Regions from separate parts of the Sus scrofa genome. Here region 2 is linked to region 1. The links are chromatin contacts, called in public Hi-C maps. All regions are on one chromosome and are shown on one strand. The core of a region is the stretch at or near the end of the contact, and the rest is flanking DNA. Distances in the headings are between cores, read along the strand shown. Region 1 overlaps SYNE1 (nesprin-1). Region 2 has its middle 280 kb from the start of ESR1.

What was found. A called contact is a pair of places that touch in the nucleus more often than the background predicts.
Region 2: a Hi-C map of skeletal muscle shows a contact between it and region 1, with 6 times the contacts expected there. The contact joins two enhancer-like sites. A contact is called at or near these places in 1 of 47 Hi-C or Micro-C datasets (skeletal muscle) and 1 of 2 datasets of contacts at active chromatin or transcription factors (skeletal muscle).

The regions. Positions count from the first base shown.
Region 1 is chr1:14,031,011-14,034,600 of Sscrofa11.1, forward strand. All of the region lies in intron 97 of SYNE1 (nesprin-1), which reads left to right. Among named protein-coding and RNA genes, the nearest start is that of SYNE1, 320 kb to the left of the region's middle. Within about 2 kb of position 1,676, at least 9 of the 83 cell types and tissues checked have an H3K27ac peak or open chromatin away from gene starts, as enhancers often do. A contact at or near this core is called in skeletal muscle, where this site is marked.
Region 2 is chr1:14,211,059-14,214,648 of Sscrofa11.1, forward strand. No RefSeq gene overlaps it. Among named protein-coding and RNA genes, the nearest start is that of ESR1, 280 kb to the right of the region's middle. Within about 2 kb of position 1,688, at least 4 of the 83 cell types and tissues checked have an H3K27ac peak or open chromatin away from gene starts, as enhancers often do. A contact at or near this core is called in skeletal muscle, where this site is marked.

The DNA of each region.
Region 1 (3,590 bases), core at 426-2,925:
GGAAAATTTATGATCGCTATGTGAGACTTTTTTTTTTATTTACTAACTGTCAACCACTTGAAAGGCTGTCTGTTAGTATATATATTGGAATGCCTAAGTAGCTCTGAATTTTCTTAATTTTCAATAATCTTAAATTTTATTTCCTATAAAATGGGGACAAGGGAATTCTCTGGCGGCTCATGGATTAAGGATCAGGCATTGTCACTGCTGCTGTTTGGGTCGCTGCTCTGTAGCAGGTTTGATCCCTGGCCTAAGAACTTCCACATGCTGCAGGCACAGCCAAAAACAAACAGACTCAAAAATCGGAACAATACTTTGTTATGAGGTGACTTTTAGTGTACATTATACTACATTATATTAAATAGAGATTAGACTAAATTAAATACTTCAAAAAATTGTCATAAAAATGTTGAATAGAAAACAAAAAAGATGCTTTAACGATAACTAAAACTGTTTTTTTTTAATTAATTAATTAATTAATTTTTGGCTTTTTAGAGCTGCACCCGTGGCATATGGAGGTTCCCAGGCTAGGGGTCTAATCGGAGCTGTAGCCACTGGCCTATACCACAGCCACAGGCACAGGGGATCCGAGGCACATCTGCAACCTATACCACAGCTCATGGCAATGCTGGATCCTTAACCCACTGAGCAAGGCCAGGGATCGAACCCAGAACCTCATGGTTCCTAGTTGGATTCGTTAACCACTGCGCCACAGCAGGAACTCCAGCAGGAACTTTTAAAATAGGATTTCTGTGTTAAAGAGAATCCACCAACCCCTCCCCCCAAAAAGGGAAAATAAAATGAAGAAAGAATAAAATAAGACAATTTTTTTGGTAAAAATGTATGTCACTCTAAGGAAGGTATTAATTCATCAAGCACATTGTGAGTACCTAACGGGCATGAACTCTTGTGCTGGGTTCCAGAGATGTAACAAAGAAAGAGACAGAGGTGGCCCCTGTCTTCAAGCACCTTATAATCTAGAGAAAGGTGGCCATAAGATGAATCATAACGAAAGTGATGAGAGGAAATTAAAAAAATAAAATAAAAAGGAGAAGTCCACAGTATTCTGGAGAATTTGGGAAACTGTCCTCCAAATTCTGATTTTAAAACATGAATTGCTCATTTTTTGATGATGTGTTCTTTCCTGTGGTCACAGATGTCATTGAAATCATAGAAATATGGCTAGAGTCAGCTTTTTTACTGTGTAGGAAAAATGTATCCCATATAAGGTGCCTGATGCTCTTGAAATTTTCACATTGAACAATGGACATTGACTTTCGGGCTGACACTGTGGGAAGAATAGCCCTTTCCTAAAGTTAGAAGTCTCAGTGCTACATCTTATGAAATGTCTTTCCATGTGCATGGGAAACTGTTCTGTAAATGATCAGATATGCAAGCATTTTTGTTATGATTCTTTTAACTGTCAAGCTCAATCCAATCCCAGAATGATGAGCAAAATCGTGCTTTGTCTTGATCTCATTTTGACCCTGTCTCCTATAACACAGGAAAAATCAGTTTAAGTTACATTATTAATTTAACATACTTGTATATGGTCCTGCAAGTATGGGGCGGGGGGAATCTTTATTTCGTTGATAGCAAACAGCTACACTCCAGAAAACTGTTAGAAGCAAAAGTATTAATGCTTGATGTTACACAAATCAACCCCTCATTACAGCCACGCATTATTTCTGGCCAGTGATGTAAGTCAGAGGAAAAGGAACAAATCCTGCAACAGGGTCAGCGCTGCTTGGATTTACAAAATTTTCTCTAGACACTGAGAACGTTTAGAGTTCCCATACGTTCCCACTGGCGGATTCAGAACACCGTATGGAATGTGCACAGCTGTTTCCAGGAGCAGCCAAATATAACAGCTTTATAAAATCGCAGCTGTTATAAAAAGGCTGTGTGCTTGCTGCTCCTGTAAGTAGATCTCCATTATATAACGAACCAATGCCCCCGCAGTCAGGGTGTTCAGTCTCTGACAGTAGCTATTAGCTGAAATGTGATAACAGTTTAGTTTACTTGGGGATAGAAATAACGAGGCAGCCGCAGAACTTGCGGCAGGCTTCTGGATCCTATTAAAAAGCAAGCCAAGACTTGGGCTCCTCAGAAGAGTTGGAGGAAGTAGAAGTTTGCAAAGAGAGTAGTATAGTGGATAGAACCCCCGGGCTCCGGGCAAAGTTCAGCTTTTCTTCCTCTAAGCTGAGAGTCTCTGCAAAGTCCCTCAGTCCCCTCATTTGTCCTGGGAAACAATGCTACTGAATTTATGAAATCGTGAAAGTTGAATCTGATGTTAATTTTGAAAGTACCTTTTAGATTGGAAAATGCTGATCAAAGGGTAGCCGTGGTTTTCCAAATTGAATTCCTTAGGAATCTGCTGAATAATAAGCTCTCCTAACTTAAGCACATAAGTAACAAGAGATGTGTTTCTAAGGGTGGTCCCTCACTATGCCAAATACTGCCTTTATCGAAGAGTTATAGGACTGATCCCTTTTATTGAATGTATGTCCTCAGAAAGATGTGTTATTAATCTACAAAAAGTGATACATTTTCAAATTATTTTTGGAAACCAGGAGTCGTCATTCCTAATAGGCTGTGCACGCGTGCGTGCATGCATACAAGTCAGAAAAAAGATTTTGTAACAAATTTATTTTATTCTTCTAGAGGAGAACCTTCTTTATTTCTAATAGAATACTTAATGTAAAATGTTTACATTTGGAGTTCCCATCATGGTGCAGTGGAAACGAATCCGACTAGGAACCATGAGGTTACAGGTTTAATCCCTGGCCTTGCTCAGTGGGTTAAGGATCCGGAGTTGCCATGAGCTGTGGTGTAGGTTGCAGATGTGGCTTGGATCCGGCATGGCTTTGGCTGTGGCATATTAGACCCCTAGGCTGGGAACCTCCATATGCCAAGGGTGCGGCCCTGAAAAGACAAAAAGACAAAAAAATAAAATAGAAATAAAATGTTTACATTAAAGCAGCATCTTGCTTGTCCTTGTGGTAGTTAAAAGTACTACCTTCCAGAGTACCCATTGTGGCTCAGTGGAGACAAATCCAACTAGTATCCATGAGGTTATGAGTTCTATTCCTGGCCTTGCCCAGTGGATTGGGGATCTGGTGTTGCTGTGAGCTGTGGTGTAGGTCGCAGACACAGCTCAGATCCAACGTTGCTGTGGCTCTGGCATGGGCTGGCAGCTGCAGCTCCAATTAGACCCCTAGCCTGGAACCTCCATATGCTGAGGGTGTGGCCCTAAAAATCAAAAACAGAAACAAACAAAAAATAGTACTACCTTCATGTATACAAAATGATAACATTTACAAAAGTGCTTTTACACATGCAATTTTTTTATGAATGCCTGTGTCTGCCTGTTACTTGCCAAACCCTCCATGATATCCTCAGGATCAAAGACACTGTCACAGTGTTTAAGGAACCCATTGATAGTCTGGATGAGTGCAGGCAGATGAATCCTGTGAAGTGGGACCAGCGCTGTAGTGGTGGGAAGCACAGTGTTAGGGAAAGACACAGAGAAAGTGCCTCACCAAGGCTGGAGTTCCCTGGACCAAGGATGCCCCTCTCTCTTTAGTTTT
Region 2 (3,590 bases), core at 438-2,937, 180 kb after region 1:
GCCACCTGGGGCTCTGTCTTTTCGGGGTCCGGGTCTTTCCACTTTCTGGACTCGGGTTCCCGTGATCCTAGGCTAGAAGCAAGCAGTTGGTACCAACACTGCCAAGTACTTAAAACCAGCTTCTCTACCAAAACCTCCTCCCTTTTCATAAACCCCCTAAGGCTTTTCCTTACATACAAATTTTTTTTTTTTTTTTTTTTTTAGCATTCACAGATAGGTCGAATTGTAAAGATTGTTAGTGGGTGTTTTTGAATATTTAATGATAAATTCCAAGGTGAAGGAATGGGTCATTTGCTCTAGTTTTGTTTGTTTGTTTTTGTTTTTTTGTTTTTTTAAGATTCTATAATTTTATTAACTATACTTTGGTAACACACACTTCCCCTCTTAATTCTTTTTTTTTTCCCCCACTGTACAGCATGGGGATCAAGTTACTCTTACATGTATACATTTTTTTTCCCCACCCTTCGTTCTGTTGCAACATGAGTATCTAGACATAGTTCTCAATGTTACTCAGCAGGATCTCCTTGTAAATCTATTCTAAGTTGTATCTGATAACCCCAAGCTCCCCATCCCTCCCACTCCCTCCCTCTCCCATCGGGCAGCCACTTGCTCTAGTTTTTAAGCTGGTCTTAGTGAAGCCTCTAGCAGCCCCGTTGTGGTACCTTCAGCCCTTCCCTTCATTTTGAAAGAAATGCTGTCTTTTCTGTGGTTGAGCCCAGCGACCCTCTGCACCCAGGGTCCAGCAGGGCCTGGACCACCATGCAGAGCAGCTCCCAGAGGCTGTGGCAAGAGCCCCTCCTGCTGGCTGCACCATCCCCTTGTCCCTGCTGTCCCCCAGCCTGTGGTCTGGGTCCCTGGGTATTGACATGTGCTTTTTGGCTGTAAATCTGGAAATACTCAGGAACCTTTATAGCTTTCGCTCCATGGAGCCTGAATTCGTTCAGTCAGTGCAGTGTTTACCAGCTCACAAACCTCTCATTGGCCTTGACCACAATTACTGATTTCTCAGTGAAGTGGTATCTGATGACAGGTTGCAGAGCTGCAGAAAGGCCTCGGGGAACACTGAGTCTGGGATGATGCCTGGGGCCCTGTCTACCCCACGGCCATCTGGGGGACTGGCTCCTGGCAAAGGGTCCAGAGATAGCTGTTTTGGAGTCCCTTCGTCTGCTCTTCACGGGCCTGGCCCCTGAGGTTATTTCATACCATTTCAAAATCACTTTTGAAAACCTTTGCCCCAATGCGCTTTTTTTTTCTTTTGCTTTTCAGGGCCACACTTGTGGTACATGGAAGTTTCCAGGCTAGGGGTTGAATCGGAGCTGCAGCTGCTATCCTACACCACAGCCATAGCACTGCCAGATCCAAGCTGCATCTGCAACCTACACTGCCGCTCACAGCTACACTGGGGCCAGGGATTGAACTTGCATCTTCATGGATACTAGTTGGGTTTGTAACCCCCTGAGCCACAAAAGGAGCTCCACCCCACAGCTTCCTTGCTTCTGTGTGTTTTATTTTATTTTTGGTCAGTTCTACACAGATACCCAGTCCCTAAGCTGTGGGCCGCGGCCCTGATCCCGGGCCAGGAGCTAGGAGCCGGGCTTTTGGCTAAAAAGGGAAGGGAGTGAACCTGGCCCGGCTACCATCATCCTGAAACAGGTCCTGCTGCCAGTGAGGGTGCCACTGCCTCCGACATCAACATCTCAGGTCATCAGCTAGAAATAGAGCTTCTCCTGATGCCAAGGGACAGACGAAAATCCCTCCTCAGTTCACCCGCAGCTCCTGGCAGAAACCCGGCGCAGGGAGGGCGCCTGGGTGACCTCAGAAACCAGGCACGCTGGCAGCAAATTCCAGGGGCATTAGCAGAAGAAGTGCTGCTCAAGAGGGGGAACATGTCTCCAGAACTCGAGGGGCGAAGCATGAAGCATGCTGCCCAAAGGCCCATATTTCTTTGAAGCGTCACATTTTTGCCTTAAAAGTTCATGGGAATTTTTCCTTTCTACTCATAAAATGTGAAAGCTTGTTTAAATTCAAAACTTAGCACTTTCTCTGATCTTAAGTAATATTTCATATGCACTCTGAGACTTCAAGTAGCCCTCAGGAAGCCCGAACCCTACCAGGTGTCCCAGATTATCTGGAGGCCGTTCCGGTAGAAAGTTCTCTCTCTTGAATAAACATATCTCCCCCGGCTTTAGAGCTACTCTTTCGGAGGTAGTTACAGATTTTGCAATTTTCAGCCACCATGCCTGTGAATTTAAAACCAGGCTTTTATTTATTTATTTATTTATTTATTTACTTACCTTTTTAGAGCTGTACCCACAACCTATGGAAGTTCCCAGGCTATTACCGGTTGAACTGGAGCTGGAGCTGCCAGCCTATGTACACCACAGTCACAGCAGCGCCAGATCCGCGCCACATCCATGACCTACACCGCAGCTTGTGGCATTGCTGGACCCTTAACCCACTGAGCAAGGCCAAGGATCGAATCCACAACCTCATGGTTCCTAGTCGGACTCATTAACCACTGAGCCATGACGGGAACTCCCCCCAAACCAGCTTTTTTTTTTTTGTCTTTTTGCTATTTCTTTGGGGCCGCTCCCACGGCATATGGAGGTTCCCAGGCTAGGAGTCGAATTGGAGCTGTAGCCACTAGCCTACACCAGAGCCACAGCAACACGGGATCCGAGCCGCGTCTGCAATCTACACCACAGCTCACGGCAACGCCGGATCGTTAACCCACTGAGCAAGGGCAGGGACCGAACCCGCAACCTCATGGTTCCTAGTCGGATTCGTTAACCACTGCGCCACGACGGGAACTCCCCAAACCAGCTTTTTAATACACGTAGTCCCAATACTACAAGTTAGAAAATTTTGCTGCCCCAAGGCATCCACTTTGTATTTTTTGAGAAGCAAATCTAAACATGGCAGTTCTGAATCTGAATGTCCCCAAAGGCTTAAGCACATGTCCCATTGGAGAAGGTGGCCTGGAGCCAGTGTGTGAGTTGATCCACTCCCAGTCAGGCGTTCCAACTTTGAACAGACTCCGCCAGGTAGATTTAAAGTTCTGCAGATTGCTCAACCTTCTCCCCAGAGCTCGCTGAGCACTGGAAATAAACACAAGGCACACGTAGACAACGCTGCCCCTGAGTAGCCCGAGAAGGACAAGCAGAGCCAGACAAGGGATGTGGAGTGGGGCGGTGGGGCTGCTGCTTCCAGCTCTGGCCCAGTGAGGAGACTGATGAATCCTTGCTCCAAAACATAGCTACAAAGCTGAACAAAATGACAAGTCCCTCCATTTCGGCACTCTGCAAAGTGACCCAAGGCATACGGCGACAGAAGAGGCGTCTGTGCTTGAAAACCTGCTTAACTTTGGGCACGAACAGTGTGAATCTGTGGCATTCTTGCTCCCACCCCCCACCTGCACACTTCGGTCCGCACCAGAGCGGGACACAGCATAAGGACTGACGACGCTGCTGCTCTGGCCACGGTCCCAGACGGCTGACCTGATTTGGTGGATGAGCGGGCAAGGCCAAGGCCAAGGCCAAGGCCGCCATAGCCTGAGGTTGTTGGCAAGTGCCATCCTGACTGTGTCTGTG